Regions from separate parts of the Capsicum annuum genome. Here region 1 is linked to region 2. Evidence: chromatin contacts called from public Hi-C data. All regions are on one chromosome and are shown on one strand. The core of a region is the stretch at or near the end of the contact, and the rest is flanking DNA. Distances in the headings are between cores, read along the strand shown. Region 1 holds the start of LOC107869793 (protein EXPRESSION OF TERPENOIDS 1). Region 2 has its middle 45 kb from the start of LOC107869794.

Region 1 (4,712 bases), core at 1,567-4,066, 87 kb after region 2:
TTAAAAAAATAATGATTGGTAATGTAATTTTATCATTTTGCCCCTCTTAATTGTGTCTTGTTATTAGTTCCGATATTAATGGATGACTAATAACAAAGAGTAGTCAATTACACTAAGGGTATAATGAGAAAAAACAAAATTGTCTTGTCTTGATAAGTAAAAAAGGACAAGTAAAATAAGAATTAAATTAAAAAATTTGAGACGAGTAAAATGGGACGGGGGAGTATCAACTAACTGCCCATGAGTTTGAATGTAGCTAGGAGAGATATTACTGCCAAGAAGTTCATCCCAAACAATTCACTTCAATATTTGTATCCATTCATAAAAGTAATTGTGAATTCATGATTTTTACTAAGGAATTTTGAAAACAAAAAATGTAATGTTTGCAATTTGAACTTGGAATCTCAAGATCAATTTTGAAACCCCACAAACACTAATTATCTTATGTTTAGGAAGTTTAAAATATGTCACAGTAAAATTAATGTACACACTCAAAATATCAGATATTTCAATATAATGGAGTACTTAAACACGTAGTAAAATATTTTTATCCTACACCTTCTAATTTAAATTTTGATAAAAATTTGTGTGCTTTCAAACGTCTACCAAGAGTTAGAAAAGATATGTGACAGTCAAGCAACATATACGTCTCATGAATCGGAAAAGATTGAGGCTTTGAGCTTCTTGAGACTATTGCCAAAAAAAAAAAAAAAGGCAATGTGATTAATTCATTATTAAAAAATCATTTCATTATAAACTATTTATTTAAAAGTAAAATAGCAAAACACTTCTTTCTTTTTAGGAGTAAGTAATTTTAAAAAGATATTTTTTTCGTTTTAATTTGTTTGACTTACTTTTTCTTTTAATTCATTTAAAAAAGAATGATCGAAGAAGAGCCCTGAAGTAACTGATAAATGATCGAAGAAGAGCCCTGAAGTAACTGATAAAGTTGCTGCATGTGACCAGGGGGCCGCAAATTCAAGCCTTGGAAACAACCAGAAATGTAAGTAAAATTGTGCACAATACACTCTTGTGGTACTATGTACAATACACTCTTGTGGTGGGACTATTCCCCTAATCCTATGCATATTGAGAGCTTTTCCTTTTTTAATTTCAAAGTTTCAAATGACATATTTAAAACCATAAATTTTAAGGATATTTTATTTCACATATATTTGATTTAAGACCGATAGATTTTCAAAAATCTTTTTATTTTCTTAAATTTTGTGCCAAGTCAAAACAGATCAATCAATTTAAAATGAAAAAAAAAAATACCTAAACTAAAAGTATTACTTATTTTGAAATGAATGAAAATATATTGTTAGGATTTTTACCCTAATTTTCTTAATATATTTGAAGTTTATTTTTCTTGAAAAAAAAAATAAAAACAATACCATGATTACTTTTATTTTTTTTGAAAATATATACTCTATCATATTTCGTTATTTTTTGCTTGGAGAAAAAATTTTAAAACTCTATAAATAGAAGATCTGTTTTGTCATACCAGAACACAATAACATCTACGATATAGTCGTTTAAAGAATCTTATTTAAGAGGAGATTTTTTTCTAATAAATTTTATATTTTTTAAATTAATTTTTTATATATAGATGAGTTGATCAAATCATATCAATGATATATTTTTTTATTATATTATTATTTGTTGCCTGATCTATCCCTCTTTATAATTTGCAAATGATTAGCTTTCACATAGCGAATAGCGCCACAACTACTTTCAATCCAAAATATATAATCAATTTTAGTAGGTGTTTGATCATGATTAGAATCTTTCAGAGTTGAAATTGCGTTTAATAGTGAAATAAATTGAAGTTTTTTTTTTACTTTTTGTGAGGAAAGTTAAAATAATTTTTTTAATTTTTTAAAATATAATTTTAAATTATATTTAAAATTCTTATAATTAAATATTATAACTTTTACTAAAGTAAAATATTTATTTTTAAACGGGCTATTAGTGTGGATTGGGTTAAACACAGAGACAAACAAAATCAAAACTTAAATTGGTGTGGCTGCAAGCAGCACAGGACAAAATCAGAGAGTTGGCACTTGGCAGAAAGAGAGTTAAATTGTTGCCATTTTTTCAGGCCATTGGCGGCTACGTACCTCTTAAATGCTCCCCACCAAATACAACCAAATTATAAGAAAAATCTTTCCCATATATTTGGTATGTGTTTGATAATATTATTTATAATATTTTAAAATATAATTTTTACTTTATTTTAAAATATTTATTTGATTATCAAATTAAATATATACTTGAAATATATTTTTTATTCATGGACAAACAGCTCCCTAATCTCTATTATCACCAAAAGTCCTTCCTCGGTATTTTTAAATGAAATGCAATTTGCTCTCACAATTTCTAGATAGTACTACCACCGTTCTGTTTTATGACATCCTTTAATTTGATATAATATGTTTTTAAATTTATGATCTAAAATTATCTTTAGATATTTGTGTGATTATAATTATTTTATTAATGATAAAAAAATTAAAACTAAATTGTTTCTAATTATAGTAGTATGACATTTTCTTTGAGAAGGAATTAAAAGGAAAGAGTTATAAAAAAGAAAACGAGTAATAATATTCTCTTCGTCTCAATTTATGTGACACATATTTCTTTTTAATTTATTTAAAAAAAATATTTAAAAAATAATATCATTTTTTCTACATTTATTTGAGATTACAAATTTGAAAACACTTCCTCTCATTCTTTAAGTCTCGTCTAAAATTAAATAATATCACGTAAATTATAACAGAGAAGATAAAGACTATTTATATACTCCCCTATACAATTACTCTCCCCTTACACACTTACATACATTGGTGATATTCAACTTTGTTTTAGTTCTTTTCTTTTTTCTTTCTTAAGAAAGGTAAATTAAGGGAGAGTGAGTGAGAAAAAGACCACTCTTCCTTAATTTCTTCTTCTTTCTTTTATCTCACAAATCAAGAAAATCAAGGAACTTTATGTGAAAAGCAAAGATTATGGGTTCGGTTAGGAGAAAGTACGGTTGCAAGGCTGAAATTTAAAAAAAAAATTGACGAGAGGACATCATCAAAATTGAAGCTCGTGGCTTATTCATACATCAAAAGTTCTTGGATATTGTTGACTGACCAAGAGCTCGTTCTTGATTCTATGGAATCGTATCAAAAGTAGTCTCTGTGTGTCCTTATGTTATGGATTCTGAGTCACAATTATATATAGAAAAATGGCTGGATTCTTTTCACTAGGAGGAGTAGGAAGAGAAGAAACAAGTAGTCAAGAAAATTATCGTCATCATCAAGAAAACACAAGTACACACAATTGGTTCTTGTACAAAAATCATTATCAAGAATTACCAACATACAAAGGTTTCGAACTATGGCAACAACAACAACAATCTCATCACGACGAACAAAATTACCAACTTCTTCGAAATTCAATTATTAATCCATTTGGATTAGATATTGGGCCTAGTCATGATCATCATGGAGGGCTCAATAATTCAAGATCTATGTCTAATTTTATGATGATGAGAAGTAGTAATAGTGGAGCAATTAGTTGTCAAGATTGTGGTAACCAAGCTAAGAAAGATTGCCAACATATGAGATGTAGGACTTGTTGTAAGAGTAGAGGTTTTCAATGTCAAACACATGTGAAAAGTACTTGGGTTCCAGCTGCTAAAAGAAGAGAAAGGCAACAACAACTTGCTTCTTTGAATCAACAAGAAGAAAATAAGTTCAAAAGGCAAAAAGATGATCCAATCACTGGTAATATTTTTGTCTTTCTTATTTTTTTCCTTTCCTTTTATTTTATTGTTTCCAATTGTCCTTCACTGCTATAGTGGTAGAGCTAAAAGTTTTACTACAATTTGACAAGAAAAGTTGAAAAAAATTCAAGAACATCACGCTTGGGTTTTCCTTATATTGAGGGGATCTTACAATTATATTTTACTTTCTTCAATCGTTCTTTCATGGCAAAGTTAAAAATTTCATCATAAATTCTGATAAGGAAATTCAAAAAGATTCAAGAACGTAATGCTTGAGTTTCCTTTATGGTGAGGGGATCTAAAATTTATTCTTATCTTAATTTCTTCAATGTTCTTTATGGTGAAACTAAGAAATTTCGTCATAAATTCTGACAAGGGTATTTGAAAAAATTCGAGAATGTCATGCTTGGGCTTTCCTTATGTTAAAGGGATCCAAGATTTTATGCTCTCATCTTAATTTCTCATTTTTTTTTTTTCAATCATTCATTCTGCAGTGATGTAGTTAAAAGTTTCATCATATATTCTTCTAATGAAATTCGAAAGAAAAAAAGCTAGAAGATCTCCCTTGGACTTCCCTTAAGTTGAAGGGATCCAAGATTTTATACTTTTATCTTATTAATTCCTCCTTTTCTTCTATCGTTCTTCACTATAGAGGTAGCTCTACCACAAATTCTGACTAGGGAATTCGAGAATGTGACACTTGGATTTCCCTTATGTTGAAGGGATCCGAAGATTTTTTACTCTTGTCTTAGTTCATCATTTTCTTCCGTTGTCTTTTACTACAAAGACCAAAACTCTAATAAGAAAATTCAAAAATTTCAAAAGCACCACATTTTGAGATTTAACATGTATCTTTCCTTAGGTCTTAGTGAATTCAAAATTTTCTAGTCTTATATGTAAAAGAAATTATTTTTACCCTATAAGGAGATTAAATCCCTTCATT
Region 2 (5,174 bases), core at 1,448-3,947:
CAAAGAAGTAGTCTAAGATAGGGTTGGGCATAAAATATCAACAACCGAATTATCAAATTGAATAAAAAATTTTGATATTTGGTATTCGCTAATTCGATATTTGGTATAGTATTTGGGAGTAGAGTTTCAAAATTATAGTATTCGAGTTCAAGTTTCGTACAAGAGATTAATACCATTTGGTATTTGGTAAGATATCTAATTGACCCCTTGTCAGCCCAAAACTCAAAGGTCAAAAGGTCCACCCTCCGTTCTTCAATTCTACTTTACAACGACATTAGTCAATCGGGCTAACTCTATTTACTTATAGTTGTCTTCACTGTGAGCGGATTGATTTTCAAAAAAATTGCTAGATAAAATAGGAATATGAGAGTACCAAAATACCTTATCGAATCAAAGCTTAATTTAACAATTATCGAGTTACTGAATCAAAATTTAAAAATGTAACATTTGGTATGCACTTTTAATTATTGATTATCGAAGCCGAATTTTAAAGCTACCGAATTGAATATCGAATGGTCATTCTTAATTTAAGATTCACAAATTAATAACTAAAATATATATCACTTAATAATTTTTAGTGATCTTAATAATTATATGCATATGATTTTGGTGTTTTATGCAAATATTTCTTTTTGGGCTAAGTACTTATATGCATATGGTTCTTGGAGTTTTATGCAAATATTTCTTTTTGGGCTAAATATAGTATAGTTTTATTTTTATTATTAAAAATTGTGCTGATATAAGCAACTGATGAAACATTAAACTTTCCCGCAACATTTACAAAAATTTAGGTTGTGATCTAATGTCTTCATAAGTGTTTAAGTCAGTACAAAAAGGATCTTTAGACAGTATTTTAAAAAGTTAGAAGTTTATAAGAAAAAAAAAAAAAAAAAAGAGGAACATTCATTAAATAGTTATCCGTGATTTTTTTTTTTTTAAATGTGAAAATTATCATATGCCTACTTTTTAAATTGTTTATTGCAAGTTGTAACTGTATTTTTTTTCTTATAATCATTAAATTATATTTTTTAATTGCAAGTCATATCAGATTTGATAAATTATACTAATAATTTTATTTTTTATTATGTTAATTTTTTTTATCATAAATTAATGTGTAGATATTTATTAGAAGAATAAAAAAATGAGTATTTGATTCCTTTCTAATCAGATCTCTCTCCTCTTTTTACTCCTTCATTTATCTATTTCTCTTTCCACTCCTCTCCATGGTTCCTCTTTTTTAAGAATATACAAATTAAGTGCAATCTCCATTAGATTTTTGAGTTTCTGCAATTTTAATTTATAGATTTCTTGTCTTTATATCTTGTTTCATCTGAATATATGTTGAAATTTCTCTCTTAATTTTATATACAACTCATTCACTTTTCGTTTTCAGTGACGACTTTCTTTAGTTAACTATCTAATTTTTGACGTAGATAGAAACGATGTAATACTAAAATTTATTTTCTATATATGAAAAAGATTTTAAAAAAAATGAAATTCATTGAGATAAATATTTTTTAATAAAAATGCTAACTATTTTGAAACGAAGAAAGTAATCATTAACACGTAATACACCTTTAAAAGAAAACATATTTTTACTAAATTATCCTCAACAAATAATGGTATCAATTTAATATTATTTTTTGATTATATAAAATTTATATATCTAATTAAGTATAAAATTGAAAAAAAAAAAAAAAGTCAACATCTTCCTGATATTTTTTCTTTAAAAAAATATAGTCGTGTGAAAGCTAAAAATGCCAAATATGGAAGGAAGGAAGTAAAGTAAATTACCTCTTTGTCCTTTTGCATCTTGGTAAAATTAAGGTAAATTTATTGCTATATATTTTTTTTTTTCAATTGAAGCATAAATTAGATCTTATTTATATTAAATGATTTAATATCATATGTTCCCCTCTATATTCTTTTCTACAGGTTTAGGAAAAATATAATTTGTACAAAATATTTTAAATCATTTAATTAAAAGTTTTTGGAATTTCTTGAATTTCATTCAAGGTAAGTTCACGACTTACAAAAATAATGTGTGAAAAATTAATAGTATCAAAAAAATATATTTCTCCATTTATATAGTTACAAATATCATAATTTAGCGGGTTAGTCTGTATAAAATCAAATTACTTGTCCTTTTGGTATTTGTTAATGTTTTGCTAAACTTGCTTTCTCATAAATAATTTTTTTCTTTAAAATTTATCAAATTATTTAATTAAGGAACATAATAATTAAGATACTTATAAAAAAATATGATTAAATGCAACTACACTAGATTAATTATGCAATAAAAATAACATAAATTACACTTATCTTATTTGATTAAAATTACATTAATTAAATTTGGATCCGGGTTTAGCACGGGCCTCGTGCGACTAGTAGTAATAATATATGCTGAATTAATATCTAAACTATCTCCTTAGTAAAATATCGTTATATAAAGTGGGATGGTGAAAATGAGCAAGTTTAATGCTGACAACTTCTTCATTCTAGTTATGTTTTTCAACTAGATATATTTTCGTTTAATAGGACATGCTAACCTTGAGATATTGATTGAGGATGTAGTAGATTTTAAATATGAAAGTCTTGTAAAATTAACCCCTCATTGTCTTCCTGTATTCACTAGATTCGTGAAGCATATTTCTTCTTTTCCCTTTTGTGGTAATTTACTTTTATACTTATTTATATGTGTTTGAAATTCTAGGAGACGGAGTTGCTTAAGAGTGAGGTACAAAAGGAAACTATGAGGAGCAAGGTAGATATTGTTCTGACTACTTATTGTGGACAAGAATGGTACTCAAAATTATCTACTTAATGTGATTTATGCGGCTAACTTCTTTTGGGAGAAGTAACATGCTGATTTTGTTTTATTTTCTTCATAAGGGTGCTATGCAATTATAGAGAAATACCTCAATTAGTTGGTTTCTATTGCTGAATGTACTACCACATGATTATATTGAGTTGAATTTTTGTTGAGAAAAAATTGTCTGTTTCCACTTAATTATTGGGATAAGATTTTTTTTTTTCTTTTAAAAACGAATACTCAAAAGAGTTATTCAATTTCAATCACTTTTTCCGTGGATTTAGTCGAGGTGCCGCAAGCTGGCTCGGACGCCACGGTTATTAAAAAAAAAAGGAGTTATTCAATGACTTTCTGGAAGATGAAGGTTAGGCTTTGCTTGTCTGATTTTTTCTGTGAGTAAGAAAACACACTTAACACCTGCGTTATATTCCAGACAAATTTATAGTAGAGAGTTGTTTTTTCTACTAGAGTTATGCTTTAAGGTCTCTGTTGCTAACTCTCCCTGAATAAAATTCAGTTATTGCAGCCACAACTATAGCTCAAGTAAGAATTAATATCAACTGAAATTATGGCACATATATGTATCACATAACAGAGTATTCAAGATGAGGTGCCTTGGTGTATGCTATTTGCAGATGACTTGGTGCTAATTGATGAGACGCGGGGGGAGTGTCAATGATAAATTGGAGGTTTGGAGGCAAACCCTCAAATCTAAGGGGTTTAGGTTGAGTAGATCCAAGACGGAGTATTTGGAATGCAAGCTTAGTGAATCGAAGCAGGAGGACAGAGTGGTGGTGAGGTTGGATTCCCAGGATGTTTGTAAGAGGAACAGTTTTAAGTATCTCGGGTCTATGATTCAAGGGAATGGTGAGATTGATGAGGATGTCTCTAAACGTATTGGAGCAGGTTGGATGAAGTGGAGGCTCGCCTCGGGAGTGTTGTGTGATAAGAAGATATCCTTGAAGATTAAAGGCAAGTTCTACAAAGTGGCATTCCGTCCAGCTATGCTATATGGTGCGGAGTGTTGGCCAGTCAAGAACTTCCATATTCAAAAATTGAAGGTAGCGGAAATGAGAATGTTGCATTTGATGTGTGGACGTACTAGAGGAGATAGAGTTAGGAATGAGATTATTCGGGAGAAGGCGGGAGTGGCTTCGGTGGAGGACAAGATGCAGGAAGGAACCCTGAGATGGTTAGGGCATGTGATGAAGAGCGGCATGGATGTCCCAGTGCGTAGGTGCGATCGGCTAGCTTTGGATGGTGTCAGGAGATTATAGGTTAGTCGAAGAAGTACTGGAGAGAAGTGATTCGATAGGACATGGAGCTGTTACAGCTGTCTGAGGACATGACCCTAGATAGGAAGGTGTGGAGGTCGCGAATAAGGGTAGAAGGCTAGTGCGTGGGTGGGTTGTAACTAGTAGTTAGGGAGATCCGTTGTAGCCGGGTTAGTAAGCCTACGACTGTGTACATTGGTAGAAGCCACTAGTGTATGCTACTCCTAGGGGCCGCCTTTTTCTCTTTTTCTCTTCCTTACCTTTTTCTTATTTCTTATTTTCTGTTTTTATTTTAATTTTTGTATTGCTCTTTTTCATGGCTCGCTTAGCTCTACTGTTATTATTTCTCATTTCTTATTTCGTTTATGCCACCCATTTCGTGTCATATATTACTATGACCTTGTTGACTATTCATTATCTTGAGCTGGGGGTCTATCCGAAACAACCTCTCTACCTCTTCGAAAGTAACGGTATGGACTGCGTACATTTTACCCTCTCCAGACCCCACTTGGTGGGAATACACTGGGTTTGTTGTTGTTGTTGTTGTTATATTGAGTAGGTAAACTTATTAGTATAAAATTGTCACACCCCTTTTTTACCAAAAAAATATAATTTTAAGATTGAAAAGAATTTTAATTATTAAGTGACAAAAGATAAAGTTTGTTCCGAAAAGGATTTTTAACAATCAAAACTCGGAGTTGCCACTTGGCATAAATCTGGTGTACCAAGTCACCTTTGGAAATTCCTTTTCAAAATAATTTTTGACTCTTTCAAAATTGGTCTACGAACAGAGATTTTGGTTAAAGAATTTTGTTGATCGATGAAAAAGTGTGAGGCACCACTCGGTCCCATGGTTCGACTATGGTCGCTTTGTGGAGTATATCGGTTAGAACGACATTGTAGAATGTATAAACTAACACAGAAACAAGAAAACAAACAACCAATACAATCAAAACTCCTAAAATAGTGTCCAGTCCAATTTATTACAAATCAAAACAAAAATGCTGAAATGAAACCTAAACTATTCTAATTGTCCTAACTATACTTTATCCGATGCCTCGGGCCTTGATCACGCGCTTCCTTTACGT

Evidence for each region. Hi-C and Micro-C count contacts between places; a contact is called where the count stands out from the background.
Region 1: a contact with region 2 is called in a Hi-C map of leaf, with 2.4 times the contacts expected there. The contact joins the promoter of LOC107869793 here to the enhancer-like site in region 2. A contact is called at or near these places in 2 of 5 Hi-C or Micro-C datasets (leaf and placenta).

What each region holds. Positions count from the first base shown.
Region 1 is chr4:18,469,139-18,473,850 of UCD10Xv1.1, forward strand. It overlaps LOC107869793 (protein EXPRESSION OF TERPENOIDS 1), which reads left to right and starts at 2,817. Exons shown (of 2, transcript XM_016716224.2): 1 at 2,817-3,770. The coding sequence starts at 3,230.
Region 2 is chr4:18,382,629-18,387,802 of UCD10Xv1.1, forward strand. No RefSeq gene overlaps it. Among protein-coding and RNA genes, the nearest start is that of LOC107869794, 45 kb to the left of the region's middle. Within about 2 kb of position 2,698, at least 1 of the 5 cell types and tissues checked has an H3K27ac peak or open chromatin away from gene starts, as enhancers often do. A contact at or near this core is called in leaf, where this site is marked.